Linked DNA regions of Mus musculus: region 1 is linked to region 2. The links are chromatin contacts, called in public capture Hi-C maps. All regions are on one chromosome and are shown on one strand. Each heading gives the region's core, a stretch centred on a gene start, on an enhancer-like site or on the middle of the called end of the contact. The rest is flanking DNA. Distances are from core to core; before and after follow the strand shown.

What was found. Capture Hi-C pulls out chosen DNA fragments and counts their contacts.
Region 1: a capture Hi-C map of embryonic stem cells shows a contact between it and region 2, with 4 times the contacts expected there. The contact joins the promoter of Ruvbl2 here to the promoter of Ntn5 in region 2. A contact is called at or near these places in 12 of 39 promoter capture datasets (the 3T3-L1 cell line, the C10 cell line, cranial neural crest and 7 more), 2 of 15 datasets of contacts at CTCF or cohesin (the NIH/3T3 cell line and embryonic stem cells), 7 of 484 Hi-C or Micro-C datasets (cerebellum, differentiating embryonic stem cells, embryonic stem cells and 1 more), 12 of 115 datasets of contacts at active chromatin or transcription factors (the SCID.adh cell line, bone marrow-derived macrophages, embryonic stem cells and 4 more) and 5 of 9 other capture datasets (adipose tissue, embryonic stem cells, liver and 2 more).

The regions. Positions count from the first base shown.
Region 1 is chr7:45,429,917-45,437,056 of GRCm38.p6, forward strand. Ruvbl2 (RuvB-like protein 2) reads right to left here and starts at 4,548. Exons shown (of 15, transcript NM_011304.3): 1 at 4,336-4,548; 2 at 1,404-1,458; 3 at 1-48. The coding sequence starts at 4,347. It overlaps Gys1 (glycogen synthase 1, muscle), which reads left to right and starts at 4,923. Exons shown (of 16, transcript NM_030678.3): 1 at 4,923-5,254; 2 at 6,616-6,797. The coding sequence starts at 5,137.
Region 2 is chr7:45,678,788-45,686,132 of GRCm38.p6, forward strand. Ntn5 (netrin 5) reads left to right here and starts at 5,235. Exons shown (of 7, transcript NM_001358870.1): 1 at 5,235-5,711. The coding sequence starts at 5,678. Sec1 (secretory blood group 1) reads right to left here. Exons shown (of 4, transcript NM_001271578.1): 2 at 6,479-6,568; 3 at 5,393-5,504; 4 at 1-737. The coding sequence starts at 5,489.

The DNA.
Region 1 (7,140 bases), core at 3,298-5,797, 250 kb before region 2:
GCTCCAGGGCATCATCCAGTCCCAGCCCCCGGATGTGGGAGTGAGCGCCTGCATTGGAGGAAGGGAAGCAGAGTTACGGCTGGTCTAGGCAGCACTGGCTGGTCTAAGCAGCACCGTGTGGCTGCTGAGCTCAGGCTGCTCTCTTGGTCAAACGAAGGCAGGAAGATGCCAGAGCACCGTTACGTGCGTGGCATCCAAGAGCTGGATGACGCTACCAAAGCCCCAGGCACTGAGCTCAAGAGCTAACGGACCGCGCTGTGGGAGGACACAAGGACTTGGCACCCAGGTGCTGCCTTTCCACATCACACTGACAAGCCAGAGCTTGCTGCTCCCATTCTCCCAGCCTGGGGCCCAGCCACAGGGATGCGGAGAGACAGGTTAGGGCCGAGCCTAGAGGCCATCCAGGAAAAGGTAAGGACAGCACCCTGGTACAGCAGCTAGTGGCTCTGCAATAAACCTCAGAGGGGCACAGGTACCAGGCCCACCCACCACCCACTGCCTCCACGACACCACACTCTTACAGTGAGCTGTGTCCCCTCTGGAAGACATGAGACTCAGCACAGGGACTGCATGTGACCTTGGGTTCTAACTCAAGCACTGAAGTGAGAGGGTGCTTCCTTTCAAAAAGGTAGAATTCATCAGCCAGACACAGGGATCCGTGCCTGTGATCACAGCACTTTGGGAGGAGGACGAGTTAAAAGTCATGCTTAGCTACACGGTAAGTTCAGGGCCAGCCTATAGGAAACTGCCTGGAGAAGAAAAACAAGGCCAGGCACGGTGGTGCACAGCACTCGGAAGGCAGAGGCAAGGGGATCCCTGCGAGTTAGAAGCCAATCTGGTCTACACAGGCAGGTCTACTTAGTCTAGCCAAGTAGAAAGATCAGCGTCCACCAAGGGCCTGCAGTTGGAGCCCATAGTCCTCTACTGTGTCTTAGAGGTGCTGAGTGACAGCTGAACAAGTGGGTGTGGCCTCTTGCACAGCTGGCATCCTCCTCCTGGGAGCCGCCCTGCCCTGCCCACCTTGCTACAGGTGGTGAGCGAAGCTTCCTACACAGCTGCTCTGAGAGCTGGTCTCCTCAATGGGGATAGGATGACTGACTCTCCACCTCCCAAGGTCACAGGAGACTTCCAGCACCACTTCCAGCACTCATGAATCTGATGGCTTGAGGCCTGAGGCACACCAGGTAAGAGGAAGGCCTGGTGCACCCTCAGAGAGCATGTGACCAACATGCACTTGTGTGCCGGACACATGGTTCCAATGTTCCTCAAAGTTCCAGAAACCCCGTGGAGGCATGCTAGGCGTATGGCAGCATAGCCTGGGACTAAGGCCCCATTGCATCCTTCTCTGTCTGTCTGGGCACTAAGCAGTGGTGTCTCCCTTGGTCCTGACCCTGCTCACTCACCGATTCGCTCGATTCTTGTCACATCTCGGATCTCAGGGACTTTGGTGGTGGCTGCCTGCAGGTGAGGACGATGACGTGTAAGAAGGTTCCCAGTTGTCACAGTTTCATCTGCTCCCTCAAGGTCCTGCTGCCCACCAGGAGCCCCCCACTGCACAGGCAGGCAACACAACAGCAGCCACCACCACCCTCTGGGCCATCAATCACTAATGGCAGTGATCAGCCCCACCACGGGGCCCAGGGAAACAGGCTTCGTGTCACACCCCCCAGAGCTCTGGCATGACCTAGTGCAGAGAGGAAACCCTCCTGTCCCCATTCTGAGCTCTGGGAGGATGGCAGGGAGACTCTTAGACCAGTGCTCTGGCTCCCATTAGGCACCTACGTGTCTCACCAAGGGAACAGGCCACACCTCTCCGGCCCACCTTGGACTCCATGTTTGAAGTTCAACACACTAGAGTGCTGAGCTCATTCAATAAACATATCCAAGGGCCTCCTGAAGAAGCAGCTAGCACTGTCTCCCCTCACAGGAGAAAGATATGAGTAAACACCTCCTGGAATGTTTGAGGCACTGGAGTCCCCACAAAGCGAGCACGCCAATGTGTATAACAGCCAAAGGCCACTCACAACCATGTGTCCGGTATACGGTCTATTCAAATATGGACTATTACTCGGTCTATTCAAATATGGACTATTACTCAGGCAGGAAAAAAGAGTGAAGCTCTGACCCCAACACACCCAGGAAGACCACTGAGAGGTGCTGAGCGAGTGGGCTCCCACATAATAAAGACTGCACGCAGGGGCTGGAGAGAAGGGTGGAGGACTCTTGGCCGGTCTTCCTTCCAGGGGACCGAGGCTAAACTGACTGCACACATGTGGTGGCTCACAGCTGACTCTAACTCTGGTTCCGGAGATCCAATACCTTCTTCTGGCCTCCTCAGGCATAGACGTATCCGGAGGGAAAACACCCATACACAGAAAACATGGTGAATAAACCCTCACGTTGAAGGATTCTTTTTTGTTGTTGTTGCTTTGGTTTTTTTCGAGACAGGGTTTCTCAGTGTAGGTAGCCCTGGCTGGCCTTGAACTTAGAAATCCACCTGCCTCTGCCTCCCAAGTGCTGGGATTAAAGGCATGCGCCACCACTGCCCAGCTTGGGTTGAAGGGTTCTTATATGAAGTATCCAAAAGAGATGCCAGAAATACAAGGTAGACTAGTGGTTGCCAAAGGCTCGGGGAGGGAGGTGTGGGGACACTGGAGGGTGCCTGCTAGGATGCACTTCTGCAGCCACTGGGGAGGCTGAGTCAGAAAGAGTGCCTCGAGTCTGGAGCTAGCCCAAGCTAAAGGGTGAAAACAAGAGACCGATAAATCCAGGCGGTGGACCCTTGAACATCTTTTCCTATTTTTTACGAACCTAAGAAACCACAAAGCTAAGCGGCCCTCAACCACAGCTCAGGATGCCTCCTCCTGGAATGGAACAAGGCCTTCCAGGATAGCCCACAGCCCAGGACCATTTACTGCCTGTCTCTTGCTGTGGGAGCCTTCACCTTCCTCTTTTTGTAGGAGATTGTGTGGACTGCAGGAGCATGAGACCCCCAAACTACTGTCACACACAGGCAAGCAAAGGCAGGCCCTTCCTCACCATGGTAACAGCAACAGACGCCACTGACCTCCCTACAACTTGCCTGGGCCCAACCCCAGAATCAAGGACACCACAAGGCCACAAGATTTCTTCACTGGGAAGTCTGAGGAGCTAGTGCCAGGCCCAATATGCCCGGTCTCACTTCCTGGGCTTTATTCGCTCACTGTAACATTCAACTAACTGTGCGATGGCACAGACACGTGCCCTAGGTGAGGTTCTGAAAAATACAGTCTCTGGACAAGACCCCATGCTCTGAACCCAGACTCTATTTCTCTTCCTCACTGTCACACTCCTGGCTTCGGACACACTTTCCTGTGACCTGTGCTCTCAAGCACACAACACAACTTCCCACTTACTAATCTTCCCCAGAAGACCAGGGTACCAGTCTCAGACCTCGCAGGACACTGGGATGAGACTTTGGAACTGGTCACTGACTACATCAAGAGGCAGACGAAGTTTCCAGAACGCATTGTGGGATGAACCACGACTCTGTCACTCCAGGCTCTGGCTAGTCACTCATTCACAGAGAAATCTGAGTGTCTACATGACTCTTCCATCAGACCCAGGATTCTTTCTGTTGTTGTTTCTCTGTGTAACCCTTGGCTGTCCTGGAACTGGCTCTGTAGACCAGGCTATCCTCAGACTCACAGAGATCCACCTGCCTCTGCCTCCCAAGTGCAGGCTTTCACTACCATGCCTGACATCTAGGATTCTGAATACATTGTTGCCTTCTCTACTAGCTTCTAAAGCCACAATGAAGCTCCTTCCTCAGTGGTCAATACACTTCCTCCACATCCAGGAGTCCAGGTCCAGCCCTCTTCTATTAGGCCCAGGCACCCTCCCTAGCCCTCCTCCTCCTCCAAACCAGGCCTCATCCACTGTGATCGTCCCTCCGATCTAGGGATTCAGGCTCTAGCCTGCCTACCTCAAACACAAAGGTGCACACACCAGCCTGCTTCCCTCAGACCCTGGTATCCTCTCCTCCCAACACTTCCCACAGATCCATGTGTCCTCCCAAGCCCTCCTTGGCGACTTCCTCAGCCCCCTTCCGTCAGATTCATGCATTCTCCTCTGCTCTCTTCCTTTAGACACATGCATTCTCCTCTGTATCCATTGCTCAGACTCGGTGTCCTCAGCATCCTCCCTCTGACTCGGGAGTACTCCCCAGACCTCCTCCGTCAAACCAGGCATCTTCCTTATCACTCCTCCCTCAGATACAAGAGTCCTCTCCAGCTCCCTCCTTCAGACTCTCTAAGAAGGGTCATTGTCGGTCCTCCACATGCACCCAACACTTACCACGGTTGCCATGATGCACACCAACCGCCAATGCCTCAGCGGAAACGGAAATCGGCTAGGAGCGCGGTCTTTATCCTCTCTAGGCTCCCGGTCATCCAGTCATCTCTATGGCCCATAAGATATATAAAATTCCTGTAGGGGGCGTACACTAGGCCGCGCCCAGCCCGCGAGGCTAAATTGGAAAGCCGGTGTTCTGAATCCCGGGTGGGTTCCTGACGTCTCTTGCTCCTCCTCCTCTTACCTAGCCTCCTCCCCCCTCCTTCCCCCCCGCCCTGCAACTGCTAAGTCCGATTGCAAAATTCTGAGCACATTTTGTAGCAACCACACGTCCTCCACGATCCCTTCCCTCTCTGTCCAACCTTCCTCACCAAATTGGGCCTACAGCTGAGATTGACAGCTCTGTTCACCAATCACTTCCATGCTGCGTAGAAACAAGCCCCGCCCCCGCAGCTCCCCAGGAGCCTCTGGCCAAGGAAACTGGATTCTATCCGCCAATAAGTAGACGCAATAGCCCCCGCCCCCCAGCCGCCGACCAATCGTGCTAGACCAGCAGGGTGGGCAGTGCCTCCTGGCGGCCACGAGGCTTCACTGCAGCTGCCCGCCCGATTCAGTGTCTCAGCTCACCCTACCTGAGTCGGAGCGCTCTGGGGCGGGGGTGCGGTCGTGCAATAGGAAGCGGAGCGCCTTGCAAGCTTCCCCTGGGACACCCGCTAACTCTACCGGTCACCAAGTCTGCTGCGTTCCCAGCCGATCTCTCTGGTTTCCAGTTTTGGTGCTCGAAGTCCCCTGCCCGCAGTAGCCATGCCTCTCAGCCGCAGTCTCTCTGTGTCCTCGCTTCCAGGATTGGAAGACTGGGAGGATGAATTCGACCCCGAGAACGCAGTGCTTTTCGAGGTGGCCTGGGAGGTGGCCAACAAGGGTGAGAACGTCAGCGTTGGTCCCTTGACCAAGAAGGGCAGGCGAGGATGGGGCCCCGAAACTCCGTTTCAGACGGGAAAAGAGTTACGTGGAGGAGTCTTGGGTCCTGGGAAAAGCGCCTGTGACTTCTGTGTCCTTGTGAAGGGGCTGGAGTAGGCGTCCTAGGCCCTGGGGGGAAGGGACAAGAGACTACTCTTAAGATGGAAGGAGGCTTCAGGTTCTGCAATCTAGGGAAGAGGGCACTCAGAGAAAGATTCCTGGGTCTTGAAGGGAGGTTTTCGAGGGCCGAGAGACCTGAGATCTAAAAGTGGAAGGAGTTAGTGCATCTAAGCCCAAGGAACACTGGAGCTTTTGGGTCTGTGGTCCAGAGGACGTGACTGTGGAGTTGGGGTGTTCCTAAAGGTTGGGATTCATGGATTTTTCAGGGGGCATAGCGGACCTGAACCAGTGTAAAGCCAAGAGGGGCTTGGAGACTCAAATTCTTAGATACAAGGTGGGAAAGAGTTGGGAACTTGAATGTCGAGTTTGAAGGAGCCCAGGGCCTAAGTCCTGGCTTCCTATGTAGTGAGGTGCCTCCCTCCCTGTGGACTGGGAAAGCTGGAAGTCCTAAGTTGGTCAGGAGCTGGGCCCTAGGATGGGAGGAACCCACCCACAGTATGTATGGGAGATCACTAGCTTCTCGCTCATGAGAAGGCTGGGCTGGGAATCCCAGCAGCTGGGCCTTGTGGATCTGAACATTTCCTTTTCTGGATCCTGGGGAGAAAGAGACTAGGTCTCTCAGCATGTTGGGAGATGGCAGACTCAATGCTGTGTACTACCAGGGTACCAGTTTCAGGTGAGAAGGCTGAGGACCCAGATTCCTAAATCTGAGGTGGGGTCACAGGAGGAGCAGGGCCCAGCAGTCCCTGTGTCCCAGCCCAGGGCTAGCATCGTTAGGGGCCCTGAAGGTGTGGAATAATAAGTCAAGCTTCCCTCAGGTAACTGGGTAGCTGGATAGGGCCATGTACCATTTTTCCCACTGCATCTGAAAGTCAAGAGCTTTAGAGCCTTCCTGCTCCTAATTCTCTAAGAATTAGGAGACTAAAGAGTGCTTCCTGTGTCATGACCAGGAGTCTAACTGGAGCCTGCTCCTCCCTCAGCATCCTGATTTCAGTCCCCTCTCTCCATAAACTCAAGAGGGCTATCCTCAGGTTTGCTTTTCCACGACCCCTACCCTCCAGTCCCAACCTCCCCTGATTCCCAATTATAGGTTCCTGCCCATTTTCTACCCCAATACTACCCACATACATCCCATTACCTGCCAGGTCTCAAAGCTATGGACCAATGGTGGGGTTGTCTGTCCTTTTGCACTTTGGCCCACAGTGGGTGGCATCTACACTGTGCTGCAGACGAAGGCGAAGGTGACAGGGGATGAATGGGGTGACAACTACTATCTGGTGGGACCATACACGGAGCAGGGTGTGAGGACGCAGGTAGAGCTCCTGGAGCCCCCAACTCCGGAACTGAAGAGGACTTTGGATTCCATGAACAGCAAGGGTTGTAAGGTGGGACACAGCCCTACCCAGGGGGGTGGGAGTGGGAACTGCCAGCAGGGGCCCTAGCAAGAGGTGAAGAGAAGGTGGAATGGAGGCAGGAGGTGTAGTCAGAACTTTCCCAGCAGGCCTAGGGAAGAAAGCGATAGACGGGTATAGGATCTGGTGAAGTAGGCCAGTGGGTACCGGGTGTCAGAAAGGCCAGATGGATGGAGATGAATCTCAGCAGAGATCCTCAGACCCAGAGACTACAAACAAGCTGGAGCTAGGCAGAAAGATAGTCAAAGCTATGTGTTCTGTGCACACCTGCAATCCCAGGACTACGGAGGCCTAGGCAGGAGGATCTCGGTGTGTT
Region 2 (7,345 bases), core at 3,985-6,484:
CCGGCACCAGGCCATGTCATCACTGGTGACCACGAAGACTGGAGATGAATAGCGTGCCCGGAACCTGTCCAGGGCCTTTTCTAGGTAACCCCGGTCAGCCACCACACCCTTCCACACCTTGGGCATGACACGCACATAGTCCCCTCGGCGCACATGGACACCCACAAAGGTACTTGGCTGGCTCCCATTCACCTGCAGGCCACGCAGGAAGGCCTGGGCCTCCTCACGCACATGGTCGTGCAGGGTGAACTCCTTCAGGATCTCTGGGCGCAGGTGGTGGTAGAAGGTCCAGGAGCACGGGTATCCCGTGAAACGCACATACTGCCCCGGGATGTGGCGGTAACGCTCCTCCATCCAGTCGTTGAGGTGGTAATTCTGCCACGGGATCCTTTTGGCTGTGTCGCTATGCAACACCGGGAGGCTGATCCTGAAGATGGGCGCTAGTGTGCTGTGCATGGACGCAGGGATGAAGGCAAGCCGTCCATTCATCCGGGCCAGTGCAAACAGCGTGGCATATTCGCCCATCTGGTTCCCCAGGCGGCCTTTGACTCTGATGGTGAACATGCCCTCCCGGGGCATGTGTCTTGGGGGGAAGACCACAAGGGATGGCGAGGCCCAGGGGCCAGGCACCAGACTCAGGCGCCGGTGGCAGTGGAAGATGGTAGACACCACGAAAATCACGAAGAAGAGGTAGAAGGTGGAGAGGGGTGGGCAGATGGCCCTGAGTCGCTGGAGCACTGTGAGTGAGAGAAGACAGGAGTCAGAAGGCATGGCAGGGTTGCAAGTCTCCTACCCAGCCCATGTAACAGTCCACTGAGCACATGGTGGAGGTCTGAGAACACAGCCACTCAGGAAGTGTTTCTGTCTGGCTCTGAGGCCAGCCCCCACCCTTTACTGGCAACGTGATGGGTCTTACTGTACCTCTGAATCTTTCTGTCACCTGTTCAATGAGCATGACTAGTTACAATCACCAAAAATTACCAGTTAGCCACCTCTGACCTGATTGCAGCCATTTCCATGATCCTAACAGTTACTTCAGGGAGGACGTGAAAACCTCCCGAGTACTACAGCAGCCCCTCCCTAGTCACAGTTTGACCTTCTAGAGTTCCGGTTACTTTGGGGCAAGTTGGGCTTGAAAATATTAAGTGGAAATTTCCAGAAGTAAATAATGTATAAGTTCTAAGTTTTGTACCGAGGGTGATGAACTCTTTAACGCTAGCCCTGCCCCCCTGCCCCCCACCCACCGCAGCTCTGGTGAGTCACCCTTGGTCCAGTGTGTCAGACTGTGTGCTCTGCATGCTTTGGTCACTGGGCTGTTATCCGGCCCATTGTGTTCAGGCTAGCAAGATGACTCAGCCAGCAGAGGCACTTCCAGGCAGGCCTGATGTCCTGAGCTCAATGCCTGGATGTCACAAAGTGGCAGGGGACAATCAGTTCCTGAAAGCTGACTTTCCCTCTGAGGAGGTTTGCAGCGCTATGCTCCAGTAACCCTTACCTTACTTTGTAATGGCTTCAAAGGGCAAGACTAATAATCATAGAGATTTCCCACATCGGGGAGGCTTTGTAAGAGGCTCCTTTAAATAGAGAAACTAACAGGGGCCGGGCAGTGGTGGCCTGCGCCTTTAATACCAGCACTCGGGAGGCAGAAATAGGTGGATCTCTGTGAGTTTGAGGCCAGTCAGAGAGAGTTCTAGGATGGCCAGAGAAACCCTGTCTCGAGAAAACACAAACAAAACCAGAGAAACTAGCAGGACACGCTGGGTGCAGGGCGCTCACACCCATCCTCAGACCTCTTGTCTCAGCAGCGGCACAGTTACTTTGCTCGAGCTGTTTCTTTTTTCTTTTATTTCTTTCTTTCTTTTTTTTGGTTTTTCGAGACAGGGTTTCTCTGTGTAGCCCTGGCTGTCCTGGAACTCACTCTGTAGACCAGGCTGGCCTTGAACTCAGAAATCTGCCTGCCTCTGCCTCCCGAGTGCTGGGATTAAAGGCGTGCGCCACTGTGGGCCTGCAGTATACCCACACCAGTGGCTGCACTTCTAATATCCTCCCATCATGCCCAGCCCACAAGGAACGATTGCTTCTGCTACACCCCAGGTGCTAGTGAACATGGGAGAACAAAAGAGAACTCTCCACTTGTGCATTACAGAGGCTGGAACAGGCTGTGCTTACACAGACCAGACTTGCCATGTGATTTTGCTTCCTATGGGCTCAGGTTCATTGTTCAGCTCAGTCTGTGTGCCTCAGTTTCTTCTTTTGTAAGATGAGACTGGCCATAGTACCCATGAGCATTGCATTCTCTCATTGTCTGTGTTATAACAGATTCAGTCTGCCCAGAGCTCCTGACTCTGCAGCTCTGGGTAGACCTGTGCCTGCCAAGAGCAGTCAAATATAGCAAGTGAGACAAGCACCTGCTTCTGGGCCAGGACTCGGGGGGTGGGCAGTGCCAACTTCCTGTTTCTGAAACACTCTATAATAAGAGGTAGGCCTTATCAGTTTGGCCTTTACGTGTAGGTCTGTGTTCAACCTGTTTCCTGGTAATCACTTCACTGGAATAGAATTTGCATATCTAAGAATCCACCCGTGTCAGTGTTCTCCTAGTTCCACTAGTGTGGCCTCTGGTGTGCTCAGAGCTGACTAATACCTGCTTCATCCCAAAGACTGTTTGTCCACAGCCCTGGCTGTGTCCCCTCTGCTACCTTACTTAGCTAAGCTGGTCTTGTCTCCGTGACTTGCTGAGCCACGTAGTTAGTATGTGGAAGGGTACATCATCCGGCCTGGCGACTCCTGCTTGTCCTTGGCCTGTCACTATGTGAGTTTGTATGGGTTACCTTCATTTCCTGCCTGTGATGGACAATGCTGTCATAGCTCACGATGTGGATGCTTTTTGGTTCCCTTGAGCACCTCTCTGGGGTGGCACTGCTGGGTCAAATGTGGCTGGTTTCAGGAAGCAGCAGCAGGTGTTAGAGTCCCATTTCTCCATCTGCTTTCCTTTGCTACTGACTGGCTGTGGTGGGCACCATGCAGTGTGGGCCCTCACTGAGGAGACCACGGTTTTAACCTGCAGGCTCTGCCTTGGCACTGCTGGGCTTGTGTGGACTCTGATATGCACAACTCATCTATGCTGGGTAGCTTTTCTCATCAACATGACATAAGTTACCAGGGACCTTTCTGACTGAGAAAACACCTTCATCAGATAGCCTGTAGGGGAGTTATGGGGGCATTTTCCTGATTAATTATTATGGGAGGTCCAACCTCACCATGGGCAGTGTCACCTCTGGGCAGGTGACCCTAGGTTATAGAAGAGCAAACCACAGACAGCAAACCACTAAACAGCACTGCTCCATGGTCTTCGCTTCAGTCCCTGCCTCCAAATTCCTGCCGTGAACTCCTGTTCTGACTTCCATTTATGATGGACTGTAAACTTCAGACTGAAACAAACCCTTTCCTCCCTAGGTTGCTTTTGGTCCTGATGTTTATCACAGCAGCAGAAAAAAGACTAACGCACCACCCTAAGGATAAGGCAAACAACCGCTTCCTCTCTTTATGTATCCAGACTCCAGCTCTCTCAGGGCCCCACAAAGTCTTCAGGTGTCTGCTGCACCATACTGATATCTGCTCTCTCCTGCTTATTCTCTGTCCAAGCCTCAGTATTAGGCAGGCCCCCTCAGCTCCTGTATCCCAGGGCCTTACTTTATTATTAACCATTTCTGGAAGTCAGAACATTCTTGGAGTTTAACTTGGGTTCCCAGAAAGGTCAGGCAGCTCTGACCACAGGACACAGCACAGCACACACACCAAGTCTCACAGAAATACAATGCTCGCCAGCACTACACTGCCTCACTTGCCCGCAAAGCAAACCCATCCTCCCCCACCCCAGCTCCTTCTTTTCTCATTGCAGTCATTTTCTTTCTCCTGGCTCTCTAGCCAACTCGAAGTGGATCGCCCAGCCCAGCCAGAGCACCAGGGAGCAGAGCTGGGCCAGAGAACCTGGGCAGAGAAGAGAAAGGGCTCAAGATGGCTTTGGGAGAGGGAGTGGATCTCGGAACACTTCCTGGTAAAGGCAGCAGCTTTGGGAAGTGCTCTGTTGCTGCCATCTTGAGGTGACGCCCAGCCTTCATCCGGCTATGCCGAGAGCGCCCTCTGGAGGCTGTTCCACAGCAAGGCCTGGAAGACTCAGTGGAGAGGCTGTGCTACCCACCTCCTTTGCCTGAGGCTGCAGACAGAGACCCTCTACTGTGGAGAGCAAACAGGCCTGAGCTCTCCCGAGGCTTGACCCTGTGAGGGTTAGGGTCTCGATACTTGGGGAGCTCCATAGCACCTCTGAATTAAGGACCAGCCACTTCCTGGGTGGGCTTGGCTTCCCCACAGCTGATGCTTTCTGGGGGTCCCCCAGCCAGCTCAGGCACCCAGAGCAAAGTGAGGAGGAGAACTCCCTCTGGAGACAGCGTAGGGACTTACCACGCTAGGCAGGCAGGATCCTGCAGCAGACCCAGACCTTCTCTGGATGTCTGACAGCCATCTGTCCTGCTCCACAGCGAGCCATTCGCAATTGTCTACAGAACAGACCAGCTTCCCGTCTTTCTGTCTAGAAGGTGGCCTGACAGTGCCAAGGCTGGGGCAAACCGGGGAGGACTTGCTGGACCCACAAGTCCCACGTGTCACCCTATGGCTCACACAGCCCTTGCTGGGGACATGGGTCTCAGATGTGGGATCCGTTGGCCTGAGCCTTCTCTTAAAGCTTAGTCCTCCTGCATCTGTGGGTCTTGTAGCTCTCATTTGTCCTTGTCCCTGCTCCTCTAAGATCCCAGCCTCAAGGGTCACCCGGCAGTACAGAGGGATCTCTTACTCCCAGGGCACCAGGTCCCTGAGTCTTGTCCTGGGCCAGTTCTGCACACTGGCAAGACAGTAGCTATGAATGGGGTGGGTGCTCAGGAACAAACCACACATATTCTCATCTTGCTCAGAGAGAAACCACAACACTCAAATGTTCAGACACAACAAGTTGTGGAAGTGTTTCAGGCTAAAAGCCCTGGGGCCTTTATCCACCAGTGGCTGGGGGGAGGGGGGAGCTGCCTTTGGCTTTTGCTACCTTCTTTTCCTCCCCAAGTTCAGCCAGGCTGAAAGTCTTCTCCGCTGCCCTCCTTGCAGGTAGCACTGGCCTCTGGTTTCCCCTACAGCTGATCTGAGGCTGGGAATTTTAGAGCTTGAAAGCAACTGACCTTAACACCGAGTTAACGCACTTGGGGCAGGAGGATGCAGGATGGGGAGGGGCTGGCTGGCTTGGGGTCGGCCAAAAGCAGGGGCTGGCAAGCTAAACTCCAGAGGTGCTGGGGCAAGTGGGAACAGGCCAGGACCCCAATCCCAGAACCCCAAGCTGTAGTCATACCCCTACCTGCTTGGATCCTTCTAGGCCGGCTTGTTTGGGGCCACCAAGCTTCAAGCCTGCTGGGGGCGACAGTGCTCCTGTCCCACGCAGTCTCGGGTGGCATGGCTGGCAAGGGTCCCTGTGGGAAAGCGTGGCTGCTGTTGGCTAGGGTTTGGGTGGGCGGTAGTGTTGGATTCTGCGGGCTCTGCTTTCAGCTCCCGCCCAGAACCCCCACTAGCCTGGGCCTGAGAACAGCCACTCTCACTCCTCCCGAGAGCCCTCCAAGTGCTTCTCCTACAGAAGAGTGTGGGGATGACCGACTACAGGACACTCTTTTCTTCTCCAGGCAGGTTTGACCAATGGCTGGGCCCTAATAGCCAGGTAGGAGGTGCATGCTGAAGAGGGGCAGGCAGGCAGAGTCCCTTATGGATCCCACTGGCCCAGGGAATTTGGATGGGCCTGCCACTGAGAGGTAGGAATGCTGTAGGCCCAAACGGGCAAGGGCTAGTTTCTGCCTAACCCCAAGAACACAGAGAACTCACAGCCTGGTACTTCACGGTGTTGAGAGCCGGAAGGTGGGACCTTGAAATTACCTAGCAAGAAACGTGTTTACATGAGGGGCTGGGGTGGGGGAGGCTATGGGTGCATAATGGCTCAGACTCCCGGGGGCAGGGAGTCTATGGACTGGGCAAGGGAGGCACCCTGCCTGGGAAATGTCAGTGGAGCACAGGGCTCTGATGTCTGGAGGTAAGGGTACATGCAGGGGGCTCAGGAAAGTCCCAAGATCCCCAGTCCTATGTGGGGGAAGCTGAAAGCCTTAGTCCTCTGGCTCCTAGCACTCCTTAGGCTCTGGATTTCTGGTTTCTAAGTGCCTTGGCATCGGGCACACACCTTATGCCACCTCCTGCTTTTTTTCCTCCCATATCATCTACCCCCAGCACTGGCCCCCATCTGCTCGGGGGCTGAGTGCTTGTGGAGTGTGGAGGGATTTGGGTCCAGGTCTGAGATTTGGGGTAGCAAGTGGGGCCACCTCCCAGCAAGTCCCAGAAAAGTAAGTGCAGGGCCCCAACACCCTGAGCCCTAAAGGAAGGCCAGGCTCTGCCTTCCCAGTACCTGAGGGGTCTGCTCTCTAACTCCAAGGCTTTGTTGGTTTCCAGCTCCTTCAGCACCACCTTCCCTCAGCACTCTTCTCTGGCTACACACCTGGAGGGGAAAGGGTTAAGGGTGGAGGGCTGGAGTGGGTGGCAGAGAGGCCAGGGTTTTTTGGCAATAATCCGCCTTCCGTGCCCTGGGTGTGGAGAACAAGGTTAGAACCCCATGTGGGAAAGGCTTCCACTCTGACCCACGTGGGCCAAGGCCTCTTCTTCTGATTTTCTGCCAGGCAGTAGTAGCTCTCCTCTCCCTCTCGAGCCTCCCCTGGGCTTTCATGCCTGTCTCTGAGCCTACCTGCTCTTCCCTCCCAGCCCCAGAGCCTCTAGCTTCATGCCATCCAACTACCCAGCCGGACACCCGGTCCTCTGCCCTGCCCTGTCTAGCCTCCGGCTTTCCCCGGGTCTGTGCTGGACTCTGCTCCTCTTCTCTGTGGGCTTCCTCTCTCGGCCAGGCTCCTCCATCTCTTCTCTGTGGGCTTCCTCTCTCGGCCAGGCTCTTCCATCTCTTCTCTGTGGGCTTCCTCTCTCGGCCAGGCTCCTCCATCTCTTCCGTGACTCGCTCTCCTAGGTTTTCACATCTGTCGGTCCTGCTGGCTCCTCATCTCCCCTCACCCTCTCCCCAGGGCCTCTACCCCTCGACACTGATGGATAACTTTGGGGTGTTAAGCTCTGGATTAGTTCAGGCAAAATTCTCAATTTTGCTTGCGTTCTTTCCCTGTGGGTTATGTAAACAGTAATTCTCCCCAGATGGAACTATTTTCCTCGCTTCGAGGCAGCTGGGGAGGGGGCTCAGGCAGGACCAGGAGGAATGCAGGGTCTGCAGGAATCC